Regions from separate parts of the Canis lupus genome. Here region 1 is linked to region 2. A link is a contact called in public Hi-C data. All regions are on one chromosome and are shown on one strand. Each heading gives the region's core, a stretch centred on a gene start, on an enhancer-like site or on the middle of the called end of the contact. The rest is flanking DNA. Distances are from core to core; before and after follow the strand shown. Region 1 overlaps CRADD (death domain-containing protein CRADD). Region 2 holds the start of SOCS2 (suppressor of cytokine signaling 2).

Evidence for each region. A called contact is a pair of places that touch in the nucleus more often than the background predicts.
Region 1: a Hi-C map of liver shows a contact between it and region 2, with 2.3 times the contacts expected there. The contact joins the enhancer-like site here to the promoter of SOCS2 in region 2. A contact is called at or near these places in 2 of 9 Hi-C or Micro-C datasets (amygdala and liver).

What each region holds. Positions count from the first base shown.
Region 1 is chr15:34,226,292-34,233,539 of UU_Cfam_GSD_1.0, reverse strand. The region is part of intron 3 of CRADD (death domain-containing protein CRADD); the gene reads right to left. Among named protein-coding and RNA genes, the nearest start is that of CRADD, 56 kb to the right of the region's middle. Within about 2 kb of position 4,874, at least 9 of the 20 cell types and tissues checked have an H3K27ac peak or open chromatin away from gene starts, as enhancers often do. A contact at or near this core is called in liver, where this site is marked.
Region 2 is chr15:34,077,595-34,084,771 of UU_Cfam_GSD_1.0, reverse strand. SOCS2 (suppressor of cytokine signaling 2) reads right to left here and starts at 1,323. Exons shown (of 3, transcript XM_038558645.1): 1 at 1,209-1,323.

The DNA.
Region 1 (7,248 bases), core at 3,625-6,124, 150 kb before region 2:
TCTTGTGGCTTCTTGGAAGGTCCTACTGCTACTCCTACTAGGCCCTGACCCATGAGGCAGTATCAACCCTCATAGCTGCAAATAGCTTCAGGTAAGCCCCAGAGACATCTGGTTCCAACCTCAGAAGAGCCTACAGATTGTTCTCTTTCCAGAAGTTTCCAAGTCTGAAGGTTTACCAAGATCAGGCTCTAAAGAGGGACTGGATATCCTGGTCAGGTGAGATACAGATGCCTATACTTTGGGGCCTTCATGCCTTTGCAGATCACAGCTGCCATACTCCTCACCTGAGAAGCTTCTCCCCCTCCCCTGTTTCTAGATGCCCAGCATCTCCACCTGGGTGCTGGCTCCCTGCACCTCAGCCAGGGTTGGAGGCGGGGGTGGGGTGGGTGGGTGTGGATTACTGGAAGGTATGAGAGGGGACAACAATGCTGATTGATACTACTATTAACTGAACGCCCATCCTTTGTGAGGCATTTTCACGTAATAACATCACATTGACCTTAGAATCTAAAATCTTTTCAACCACCCTAGGAAAGCAGATTGGATATTTTTTTTCTATTTTACAAGTTGCATAAACCACTTAAAGTCATACGGCTATAGGGTAGCAGAGTCAAGATCTAAACCTAAGTTTAACTACCTGTAAAAGTTATATATTTCTGGCATCATCTGGTGTCTTTACTGGCAGTCCTGGGGGAAAGGATAGTAGAGAGGAGGGGAAAGGCCATCCTGACATCACTGCCTTGCTCCCTGATCTAACATTAAGAGGAAAGGAAAAGTTGGGGAGGAGAGTAGAGAAATGAATAAGGGAAGAGAAAGAAAATCCCCCACCTCTGCTCTCCCCACTGTCCCCTGATGCTTCTTACCAGTGCCACCCCCCACATCACCCTTGGCCTTGCACCTTCACCTGCCTTACATGAGCTTCCCCTGTGATACGTGAGAGAGCATTTCTGCTCTAACTCCAGCATGATGGCAACACTTCACTTCTTGCTGCAAGGCCACAACAGAGTAATGGCTTACTGGCTTCCTTAATTGGAATTCAACACATTTTTCCATAAAATTACATTACCTTGTGTTTAGGGTTTATAATACCAATGGCCTTTTTATTAAAAAGAAGAAGGATAATAGAGATCCACTAATCTGAAATCCAAAACACTCTGAAAACCTTAAGTTTTTTCATAACTCATTTGGCAGCAAAACCTGACCTGACCTGAACTCATTTGGCCTGAATTCATTTGGCGACAAATCCTGACCTGAAATGACACGAGGTTATTTATAGTTCTTATTTATCCCACTAAGTGTGAATATTCATCAGTTACAGTGCAAAAGTATTAATGTGTTTGATTATAAGATCCTACTCCAGGCCACACTATAGTGCTATGTAATAACTGGTATATGCACAATATTATCCTTTAAAAAAAAAATCCAGAGTCCGCAAAATCCAGCCTCAAAGGTTTTGAATACAGAACTGTAGACCTATATTTACTCAGATTTAACCTCTTTGAATTTTGGGTTCATCGTAAGTCTGAAATTAGGTCACAGACAACATCATTTCTTAAGGAAAATATATTAATTTCAAACAAGCAATTTGAAAATGAATTTTTGGGAAACTACTAATTAATGGGTTGGAAACTATATAGAAGTATACAATAAAGAAAAATTTGTCAGGATAAAAGGTTTCCATCCTGCAAAAAAAAAAAAAAAAAAATCAGATTCTGCTTTCCATTCCCACACAATCTTCAAGAAGTCTTCAGCTTCCAAAAAATATGGCCAATCTTCTTGAACCTCTCTATCCACTGAGGAGAGTGTTGGAATATTAGAACATAGACCAAAGAAAAAAGAGGTAATACGAGAAACCTGTTGTGTCCATTCTATCATTCTGTTCATTTATATTTCTGCCAAAATTATGTTTTTATGACTTTTATTGACAGTCAAAGTTTACCTTTCTAGCAGAAGGAAAGCAATAAATGCCCTTTTCAACTCAAAATATGTTCAAAGCAAAATTCCAATCTTCTTATAATCATCTTATGAATGTGAAAATCATCTGATTATTTTTCTCCCATTTTGTTTGGTAGAAAAACCAGAGCAAAATTTATAGCCTAGTTCCAGCACCTGTATAGAATTTTATACTGTATGTTCTTTGTATTAACCCTACCCATACTGGCCTTGTTATTTTTCTCCTATTTTCCTTTAGCTCAATTTCTTCATATCTTTATTTAATGTAGTATGGTGGTAGTGGTATTAGTGGAGGTAGTGGGTGTGTTTGTATGTGTAAATTTCCTCAAAATCTTCTCTTAATAAGGTGGAGTTTGGGTAAATAAGGAAGTAAGTAATTGTATACTTAATAACGTACTGGCATGGATCCATTTACTCCCAGCTATAAAGACTTCAGTAATAACAGAATTCTAAATCATTCTACTTAATTAATTGCATGAATACTGAGCCATAATTAAAACCTTCTCTACCAGGATGCCTGGGTGGCTCAGCGGTTGGGCACCTGCCTTTGGCTCAGGCAATGATCCCGGGATCCAGGATCTAGTCCTGCATCAGGCTCCCTGCAGGGAGCCTGTTTCTCCCTCTGCCTATGTCTTTGTCTCTCTCTCTATCTCTCTCAGTCTGTGTCCCTCATGAATAAATAAATAAATCTTTAAAAAAAAAAAACCTTCTCTATCAAAATGCCATGGCCATCATTCATTATATGCAAATAACCATAAATTAGGGAAAGCAAAAAAGAGCATCTAAGCAATGTTGCATGTTTCAAAAATATATATAGTCACCCAAGATATGTGGTTAAGACTTGACCATCATTTTACCCCAAAAACTGGGGAGGCAAGAGTTTCAAGTCTCAGCATTCATACTCTCTCACTATTCTGTATTCCCAGACCACAGTTCCTTCCCACAGCACCACATCTGAGCCTGAGATTATGAAATACCCTCTCCTTGCACCAGGCCCCCTACTTGCTGGAATTACTGGAAGACAATGGAGCTACTAAAAGATGGGGATGTCCCAAAGAGTATTCATAAAACCCCTAAGAGCTGGACACTTTCTGTTCTAGGGCTGCCTCTGGTGATTAACCTTTTATTTTCTTTTCACTCATTCCAAAGCATTTGAATTTTTCCCTGTATCATCCATACTTCTGAAGAGTTGTCTAGTTAAATTTTTTCTAGAGGGGAAAATTAGAATTTAACTAACAAATGGTAATAAGCATTCATAAATAGTAAATTAGGGTACATAATGTAGGCCTGCCCTCCCCCAGCCCAAGTTGTAAGAACCATGAAGTTCTATAAGAAGTAAAAAAGGTAAACTCCTTTTTTAGGAGGCCATATGCGCCCTACGAACAGAAGTCATAGCACATAGTCCAGCACATCTTAGGCATGAGTAAGTGGCAGCCAGGTCAGGGAACCTGGTTCCTTATCCAAAATTGGATTCTGACAACACAGATCCAAGAATTCTTTTTGGATTGCAACACAAAAATCTGAGTTTAAAAAACAAAACAAAACAAAACAAAAAAACTGACAGGGGAATGTTGCATTAAACCTCTAAAAATTCTTAAGCACTATTTCATATTACTGGCCTTTTTAAATTTTAATTTTACCTTGCAAAATTCTGAGACTTAAGATGCTTAAAATTTCTTTAAAATGATTAAAATGATGTATTATGACTATTACCATCACAGGTATGCTGTACCTAGAAGGGTGTGCTAAACAGAATTCTAAAGATGTCTCCCAAGATTTCCATTCCCTAATGATTCAATCAAGCACTAGATGAGGTACTGTTGTGAAGGGACTTTGCTGTGTAATTAAGGTTACTAATCAGTTGATTTTAGAGACATATCCTGACTTATTTTAATTATACAGGGGATTCAATTTAATATAAGGAATAATATTCTAATTATCAGAGCTCTGTAGCCACGAATGGACTGCCTCAAAAAGCAGTCAGAAATGTTATAAGATTAGTACAATTCCATAGAAAAATTATTGGCCTGAATGACCTCTATGCTCCAAATGCAAAATTCTGTGATTCCATCCACTTAGTAACATAGTTCTATGGGCTGCTACAAGAATATGGCATTATAAGGGTACTGGTTAAGGTGCTAGTCTTGTACAGAACAGGCACATGAACACATTAAACTTTACCACTGAGGTGGACAGGGCCATTCTCCCAGCAACATAAATTATTGGCATTCTAAGTTTCTAAATCGGAGCAACATACACAAGTATACAAAAACGAAACTATTTTAAATGACAGCCTTTTATTTTTGATTCTGTGGAATTCTTTTTCAAAAGTGAAGTCTGGCTGCATCCCTCTGGTTCCGAGGGTGGAAGGTGAGAATGGGAGACGCGGCGAAGCTTCCCTGATGAGAAGCGACCCAGAACACAACGTGTTAATGTTCCTGAGTGCCCGAACACCTGACTTTACTAGCACAGGCTGCCCCTTCAAAACGAAATCTGCAGGACCTGCTCATCACACAACAGCAAGAAGTTCCCTGGCAACCTGTGATTGCTAATTTACTGAAGATGGGCAGCCGGCTATTGGAAGGAATGCCAATTTTCCCTGTATTCTCCTTCATCACAGATGCAAGGGTTTATGCAAGGTTCACATTTCACTCAGGTTCGTGTTAAGTTTGGTTTGTTTCCTTGAGATTGGCTGAGTTGCCCTGGTTTTGGCAGAATGGGGGCGAGCCAATCATTCCATATTTACCTTTCACCAAGGCCAAAAGGGACAAATGCAAATAAACATGTCTTTCAAGTATACCTCTGTTACCCCAGGCGCTGCCTCAGCGTAATATGCCGAGAACGGGGAGAACTGCCCAGTCACCCCCGATCACACCCAGGGCGCCCTTGGGCCTGCGGGGTGACTAGCTGCCTCCCAAACGAGGCTGCACTGGACTGCCGGGAGCCCTGAGCCAAGCTCTCGGCTTATCTGCTGTTTGCGCAGCGCCACCGCGCTCACCAGTTCCTAGAGAAGGCGTTCTGAGAAAAAAGAAAGAGCCCGGTTCCCTAGAAACATTAAATTAACACAAGGGATCTGGAAACAAAACAGCAGATGCCTGAAAGCCTTCCCCTGGACTGTTTCCTGCCTTCTTGGAAAATCTTTGTGTTAAAATAGATTGGATTACCCGGCAGAGCCAGACACTGCTTGAGAACTTGGTTTGGGTTAACATGAAAGCAAAGTTTGCCATCTTTTTAAACGATTTTTCTTTCCAAGGGGGTCATTGATATCAGCTAGGACCTGAAGCTGCGATTTTTTTGCATTACAATAGAGAACTTTCCATAACATTGACTTGCAAATCAGATAACAAAAATCAGGGCTTTCAGAGTAAAAAAGTGGAGCACAGAACTGAGTAATAAGAGTTCAGAATCGGAGACTCGTGTCTCTGGAAACTGCCTAGAAAGGGCACAGTTCAGCCCCTTATTTTACAAAGAAGTAATATGTTTGATTTCTAAGCTTGTTTACTTCAACCACAGCTAGAGGCACAAGAAAGAGTAGAAGTATCTAATAGCATTTTCAGAGTCAAAAACAGAAGCAGAAAGTTTTATGAGTAACGTTTCATCAGCCTCCTTCATTTGAAACCCCAAGCACTAAACTCCATCAACCTAATCTGCAAATTAATCTCATCCTATAGAATTTGTCAATTCAAACCAAGATTAATAACCACATACCTTAAGAACGGTGGGCCCACTTCCGACCTCCACATCACCTTTACTTTCATATTTAAACATTTTTGATAGCTGAGAATAAGATCTTAGGCCTCCTGTGAGATACCAGGGTTTACAGAAGAAATAAAGTTTTTATTGTCACAGCATCATCTTTGACATTTTAACTTTTTTTCTTGATAACCTTTAAGGGAGGACTCATAATCCTTGGCCACTATTTTACATGGGTCTTGCTTTCTAATAAAAACAGTTACTTGTGTAGTCCTAAAAGGTTTCTATGCTTATCCCAAACTTGGAAGCATGAGATGGGGGAGAACCACATTACAAGGTACTCTCAACAAATAGAAAATTAAACATCTTTCCCTAAGCGTGGAAGCATCAAAACTCATTTATTTGAAAGCAAGGCAGTCAGACAAAATCATTTCATCTGTAGCAAGGCAAGTATACCACTCCATGAGAACAGCAGCCCCAAGTATTTCTGTTTTAACAGCTCACAGGGGATATACAAAATATATCATTCCTCCCTGATGTATGAAAAAAATAAAGGGCAATTTTATAGTAACTTCAGTGCTTTCTAACTTAGTAGTTGGACTTACGGAAAAGCAAGTAAAATTTTTAAATGTTTATAAAAAAAGAAAAGGAAAATACTGCAAAAATTATTTAGCTGGCAGGTCACGGAGAAATCCAGAATCTTTGCAGGAGTCACCAAACTACAGAGAAGTTTTAAAACCGAAAGTCAACTCAGACAGCTTTTAACAGGTATTAAGTATTTCACACAACAAAATTATCATCCGTACATACTTTTTTTTTAATAACACAAATAGATTTATTTCTAACTATTAGGAAATAGCTATAGGTATGCAAAAATAACTAAACAGGCCATGACAAGAATAAATAACTTGCTACACAATGCTATTAGCCAACACTGGCTTTAAAAAAGAAGACCAGGAATTTCAAACTGATTATAACTGATCCGGTGTGACTCCCACATTTTCTAGGTAGGTACTGTTGTTAAGACTATCGCTTTCACAGAAATATATTCCAATCTATCTAATTTTTATGTATCAATCACAGCAACACTAAAACAAAAATGACTGCAAACAAACATGGATTGACTTAGCTCCTTTTAAAAAAGTGTTGTTATTACACTAAAACCTTTGTTAAATGCATTATGGAAGAAGATTAGCAAATTTTAACTACCCCCCTCCAAAATTATTTTTTGAAAAAGCAGAACAATCTTCATGCCATAGAAAACTATATAGATAGCTCATAACCCTCAGAATTCCTTTCGCACAGCTAATGGGTCTTTCATTTCTGGGGTTTCTTTACATTTAAGTGAAATGTTAAAAGAAGAAATATATAGATGTTGATTTTAAAAAAGCTATCCTAATTATCCTGTTTTGCTATCTAATTTCAGCTCAACCAAGTTTAAAAGCTTTGGTTGGCTTTGGTAGATTTTTTTCCCCCTATTTTAAAAATCATTACTAAACAGATGAGGTTATTATAGTTAAAACTCTAAATCCAAATGTCATATGCTCTGTTGTAAAAATGTGCACAGTATTAATTAAATATACTTTTCCTTCTATATATTTT
Region 2 (7,177 bases), core at 74-2,573:
CCGGCGACCCCCCTCGGGGAGGAGCCCTCGCGCTCCCCGGACCCGTACCTGCCGCCAGCCCCCGGCCGAGCTCCTCCGGCGCCCCGGCTGCCGGCGCGGGGGGTCCTGAGGCTGTGCGCGCGGGGCCCCGGGGCGCCCTGTCCGCGGCCCGCGCAGCGCCGGGAGCGGCGGGCGGGGAGGCTCATGCTTCAGGGGAAGCCCAAGGCCCGCGAGCCGCGGTCGGGCGGCGAGACATGGCAAGAGTTAAACGTCTGTCCCCGGAGCGGGGTGTGCGCGCGACTTCCCGGCCCCGCGCGCCTCCCTCGCTCCCCGCCTCCCTCCCGGTCCGCGCCCCCCCCCCCCCCCGCGCCCCGCCCGGCTGCTGCGGAGGCCGCTTTCCAGGAACTTTCCAGGAATCCGCCTCACGTGACCGCGGCCCCCGCTTCTGCTTTAAAGAGGCTCCGGCGCGAATGCGCAGGCTTCAGGGGAGGCGGGCTCAGGGCGCCCGGTGCGGGGGCGCCCGGTGCGGGGCCGCCGGGGACCCCGCCCGCCTCCGGCCGCTCCGCGCGAGGGCTCCGCGGGGCGCCGTGTCTCCGAGCGCCCTCCTCTCCCCTGCACGTGCTGTGAGCCGCGTGGGGGGAGACCGGGCGCCCTCGGCGGCGGCCCCCCTCGCTCTCCGGCACGTTAGTGGAGCGACAGCGGCCCCCTTGCAGGCCCCGCGCGCCGGAGGGAGCGGGCGGGCGGCGGTGCGGGCGCCCGGGTCCTCGAAGGCGGCGGGCGGAGCGCGGCGCCTCCTTAAGCGGCGCTGCCGGAGAGCGGCTCCTCCCCCAGGCGCTCCGGCTCCCGGTCTCCCGCGGCCCCGCCGGGCTCCTCCTCCCCGCCGCCGCCGCTCCTCCGCCGGCTCCTCCGCTCCTTCCCGCCCGCAGCCCGGCTCACCTGCGCCCGCGGCGGGGCCCGGCGCCCTCACCTGCGCGCCCCCGCGGTGCCGGGCGGCCCGGCGCCGCAGCCCCGAGAGCTGTAGTCCCGGCGGTTCCCCGCAGGCCTGGCGCCCAGGCACCGGGAATTCGTTCAGATCCCGTCACTTCCCTGCGCGGAGACCCTCACCTCCTCCCACCGGGTCGGAGGCCACCTGGTCTCCGTTGGAACTCAGCACCTGGCCTGCACGTCCGCCTCCAAAATGTGACCTACTTTAAATGTGACCTATTTTTTTTTAAACCATTAACACTCACGGGAAAACCGGATCCCAAATTTCGATAACCATTTTTCTTTGAAATACTATTCTATTGCATCACTGCTCAAAAGCTTGAAAGGTCAATGGCCACTTTCTGTTGAAGCAGGGGCTAAGGGGAAGTTGGGCGAGGAAGGGGGAGGCGCGTCTCGCGAGCCTTGCCTGGTGCGCCCCCTGCCGGCCCCGAGAGGAAACGGAGGCCAGCTTCCTGCCTTCTGGGCCAGGAGTCCGGGAGCAATGGTTTTCTCAACAATTTTCCTGCTTTTGAGTAAATAACTATGCAGACGACAGGCAAGCGAGCCAGGAAGTGAGGGGGGCATCTTCCAGCTAACAAAGGGCTTTGGCGACGTCAGAGTCCTATGCATGGAATCCAGTTTTGTTTTTTTAGAGTCTTCCAGGTGGAGGGCGGGGCTGATTCAGCCCTAGTTGAAACTCCGTAAAGCAGCTAAATGATTTTGCCCAAGTCATTTACTGTCTTTGGACACTCGGCCTTTTTTTTTTTTTTTTTTTAATAAAAGAAAGGGACTGGACCCAGTCCTGGCTCAGGGACTGAGATGAATGAATAAATCAGATTCCATGGAGAGTTTGTGTGTATAGTCTGAGGCCCAGAACCTTTAAGAACCACTAGTCATCTACTAGGGTTCACTATGTTCTAAATTATTCCATATGGCTTCTTATTCCTTGGTAGAGAATCCCAAACAAAGGGTTCTGTAGTTTAAAAGATTTTAAGCATTTTACGAAGAGAAAATAAATTTCTATTTGTCAGCTGAATCTTCCAGCAACCTTCCTTCATGTGATTTCCTGTTGCCTCCTAACATGTGCTATTCCCTGTTTTGCACACACTTTTCCCTCCTCCTGGAATGCCCTTCCCGGATTGGGTGTGTGGCCAGCTCTTGTCATTCAGGTTGGAGCTCAGAGTCATTCCACAGACAGTATCCATTAAAAATTACGGGGATCCCTGGGTGGCACAGCGGTTTGGCGCCTGCCTTTGGCCCGGGGCGCGATCCTGGAGACCCAGGATCGAATCCCACATCGGGCTCCCGGTGCATGGAGCCTGCTTCTCCCTCTGCCTGTGTCTCTGCCTCTCTCTCTGTGACTATCATAAAAAAATAAATAAATAAATATTTTTAAAAAATTACGACAAGAGGGGATCCCTGGGTGGCTTGGCAGTTCAGCGCCTGCCTTTGGCTGGGGGCGTTATCCTGGGGTTCCGAGATCGAGTCCTGCGTCGGGCTCCCGGCATGGGGCCTGCTTCTCCCTCTGCCTGTGTCTCTGCCTCTCTCTCTCTATGTCTATCATGAATGAATATATAAAATCTTTTTTAAAAATTACAATAAGCATAATGCCAGCTATAGGGGCACCAAACTTCGTAGCAAAGTAAGATTTTGACTTTTGTTTCTGAAATGTTTCCCAGGGACGCCCAGCATTTTGTTCGTCTTTTTAATCCCCAGGAAACACATATGGGAGCATCTTAGGAAAATATTTATAGGGCCATGTTAAGTGAAAAAAAAAGAGAATATGAAATTGTAACTATGTTATGACTACAACATTATAACATTATGTATGGCTCCGGGCAAAACAGAAGAAAATGTGGAGAAATGAAAGCCGCTGTTTCTAGGGTGGCGGGATATGGGTGAATTTTAAAATTTGATTTTCCTTGATACATTTCCAGTATTTTTGATATAGTTATCACTTTCCAAAATTGCATGTGGATCAGGGTCTTCGGCTACTCTCAGGGAATAGAGTGCAGTTGTAGAATTTATGACCCCAGTACTGTTGGGTCTCTCTCCTGGACTCCCAGAACTGCCACTCAGCATTGCCTTTCACATGTCTAATAGACATCCCTGGTTTAACGTGTCCCAAACTGAGACCCGATAATTTCTTAAAACAACCCCTTTTAAGAAAAAACCAAAAGCAATTCCTCCTTCATTCTCCCCCCATCTCTGAAAAATGTCATATCTGGTCTCCAGTTGCTCTGGCTAACAGCCCAAAAGTCATCTTGACTGCTCCTTTTCACACATCCCACATCCCATGTGTTGGCCAATTCTTTGACTCTGATTTCACAATAAGCCCAGAATTGAAGCCCTTGCCACATTTCCACCACACACCAGTCCAAGCCTGGTTTACTAGTCTCAGCCTGGCTTACTGCTGCAGCCTCTTCCTGGCACCCTTGTCCCTTGAATGGACTCTTCCTGACAGAGAGTGAGCCTGTTTAAACCAAGTCATGGCATGTCCCTCCTCTGCTCCAGTCCAAATGGCTGCATCACACCAGACGGAATGACAATATCTGAGTAGCCACTCACAACGGCCTACAAGGTCTGGTTGCATTTACCTCCCCGATCTCATCCCCTGCTGCTCTGTTCCTTGATCACTACTTAAGACACATCGGACTCCTTGCTGTTTCCAAGACCTACTACCCTTGCTCCTTCCTCAGAGCCTTCTATGCTATCTCCTTGATCCACCATGCTCTTCCTTCAGATATCTGCATGGTTTGCACCCTCACCTCTTCAGACCTTTATTCAGTGCCACCTTCTTAGTGAGACCTTGCCTAACCACCCTCTTCAAAATCAACCTGCCCACACACACATTCCTCTCTCTTCCCTGCTCTAGTTTTCTCCTTAATGCCGATCACTATCTAACCTAGTTTATTTTTTTATTTATTGGTCTGGTTTTCTCTCTTTTTCACTCGAATGTAAGCTTCATGAGGACATGTATTTGTCTTTGCATTGTTCGCAGCTATATCTTGGCTCCTCCAAATAGTCCCCAGCATTTAGCAGGCATTCCACAGGACTGGTGAATGGGGGAATGGATGGGTGAGTGGTGCTTTAGCAGGGTGGCTTTAACGTTAAACGGCCGGCCATGGATCCCCGCTGTGCTACCACTTGCTACACGACTGAATTTGGTAAAAATCTATATCTCATATCTGTTACGTTCAGTGGGGCAGGTGCATGGCTGCAGTGGGGAACTGTCATTCCACAGAAGAGGGAAGGGAGAGTGATTTTCACAAAGCTGGGAGTTTCTTCTGTTGCCTGCATTGAGGGATTGCCAAGGCTTGGAATCTCTGTGTGCCAAAGTCAAACTGGATGTTCTTGATTTGCCATGCAGATGTTCTAATATTGGAATTGACAGGTGCTCCACACTGAGCTTTTGCCTAGGTGCAGAGAGTGTTTTAGTTTTTGTTTTAGGGGTGGAGGAAGCTATAAGATGATTGTTGGCTTTTGTGTCTGGAATACCTGTGAGCACTTTTAGGGGGCACCTGGGTGGCTCAGATGGTTGTGTCTGCCTTCAGCTCAGGTCAAGATCTTGGGATCCAGGTCATGATCTTAGGGTCCCGGGATGGAGCCCTATTGGGTTCCTAGCTTGGTGGGGAGTCTGCTTCTCCCTCTTCCTCTGCCCTTCCCTCTGCTCGTGCTTTCTCTCTCTCTCTCTCAAATGAATAAATAAAATCTTTTTTAAAAAGTGCGCTTTTAATTGGACACTATCTCTTTTAAACTTTGCCATGTCACCATCACCACCACAACCACCATCTCACACACACACACACACACACACACACACACACACACATGCACCATCCTCATGAATCCCTGTGATTCTGAAATCCACTCCACTGGAGAACACGGACCCAGTCATACCTAGTCAATAGAAGTGTCTTATTCTCTTGGCCACAGGGTTTGTCCAGTATCACAGCCCAAGCAGATTATTTTGTTAGGATCTGATGTAAGGTGCTGTAAGAGGAATGAATGATCCCTCCCCTTCTGAGATGATGAGCAGTCATAATGACCATGTAAGCCGACTTTTCTACTGTGGAGGAGGCCATCAAAGGATGAAAGCAACAGAGAAGAAAGGAGAGCTCAGGTTTGAGTGAGAGGGAGAGATTCTTAAGTACTTGACTCCAATATGCCTGAAGCTGCACTACCCTTGGACTAATCAGATACCGGACAGAGCCAATGCGTTAATCCTTCCCTATGTAGTTAGATTTGGATTTCTGCAATTTGTAATCAAAGACACTGTCACGGGGTGTAGTGAGTTGGATAGGGAGGGATCTGTGGGAGGGAGTGGAATAGAGACTTGAGAAGATGAAGAACAGAGCTATCTTCCATATGATGAGCATCTCTCACTTCTCTGCTGCTTCTCAATACCAGTTCCCTTTTACAATGTCCTGCTTGCTCCAGCCCCATAATGGAGGACACTCCCTGGTGTCCTGGCTGGCTTCGGGGATTGCAGAGGGAAAAGCCGGGCAGATGGCTTTCCCCTAGACTTCTAGGACCCAAGAACGTGGGAGATGGCCATGCCCTTGGTCTTTCTATGCACAGAAGTTGAGGGAAGTCATGTTCTAGGACAATAGTTGTTAATATAAAGTAACAGATATCTCAGAAATTCTGATAAAAATATACAGGCCAGAGTTAACAAACCACCTGCCTACGGGCTACATTTGATCCCTCAGGCTATTAAGATTGGTGTGCCAGGATTCTTTTTTTAAAAATGTGAATCAAATTAAAATTCTGGAGATTTCACCCCTAAAGTGATCCAGGTTTCTGCTTTCTCTTAACCAACCCTAAACTCTGTCAACACTGGATCCCATTCCTTCAAGGCAGTGTGCCCCTGTGGAAGGCACATTCACTGTAATCCCCCTGTTCACTACAGTCTTCACCATCACCTGTGGTCTCCCCAACACCGAACATTACTTGCCATTTGTCATCACCCTTGCATTTGTTGTTTCTCTTGTGTTGGAGAAGTATTTCTCTGGACCCAAGTCTCTAACAGAAGTAGGGAAATAAAAGATCCAAAGAGAAGTATTTCTCTGGACCCAAGTCTCTAACAGAAGTAGGGAAATAAAAGATCCAAAGACTAGATATTTCGAGACAAATGGGAGAGATCTTATTTCTCTGTAGAAGTGAAACATACTCCTCTGTGTGTAAAAAGCAAAGTGTGGCCAGGTTCTCATACCTGACCTATTTCACTCTATGTTCCTCTGTGGCCCAGGCATTTGTGTACAGGCTCTATCTAAGACTTTCTCTGAAGAAAAATGTTCTGGAAGCACAGATTCAGCGGATCAGTTAACAATCTGAAGGCCAACTATGAATCCTGAGAGTCCTCTTGACCGCTGGTGAGAGCCCTGTCCTAAGGTAGCCTCCATTGAAGTACTGCTCTAAAGAAAAAAGTCTGCCTCCAGCATTGTATGGGAGGGACTCTGTTGCAATTGGCCTATATAGTCGGAGGATCATCAGTCATATGACTTTGGTACCAGAGAAGACATTATTTCACTAGTGCAGAATAATTTTCTTTGTCTTCTTTCTTCTCCCTCATGATATCCTAATCCTCTGGCCTCCTTGTTTCTCAAACATACCAAGCCCTGCCTCAAGGCCTTTGTACTTTCCCCAATATTCTCATGGAATCACTCCCTCACTTTGCTCAGGTCTTGGCTCAGAGAGGCTTCCCCTTTCTTACCAGTGACCATTTCTTTCTCCTGCTTTACTTTCCATCTCAGCACTTAACTATTGCCTGACATTATAATGGTTTTTGTCAATTGTTTTGTATCTCTGTCCCATTGGAACATAAGCAGGGACTGTGTGTAATCACTACTATGCCCCCAGTGCCTAAAGAAGCCCCTGGATAGTAGCTACCCAGGATAAAGTTATTGAAGGAATGAATGGATCGAATTCAAGTAAAGGAACTGAAACACTTTTACTACCTTCTTTCTGGCCTGGGTGCCTTGAGTTCTCATCTTCCCCAGTTAGATATGCTTCTTACCCTAATCTGTGGCTGAGCCTTTAGACTCTGGTCAGCTACCAAGAGGAACTTGGCTGTTTTAGAATTTCTCCTTAGTCTCTTGGAGCCTGACCTCACATCTATGGTACTCAGTAGACAGCCTGTGAGAGACTCCTCCTCTTAAGAAACATTCACGAGTACTTGTTCCAGGTCTTGTAGACAATATAACTCAGCTCACTCTTAAGGGGGTCTCAGTTT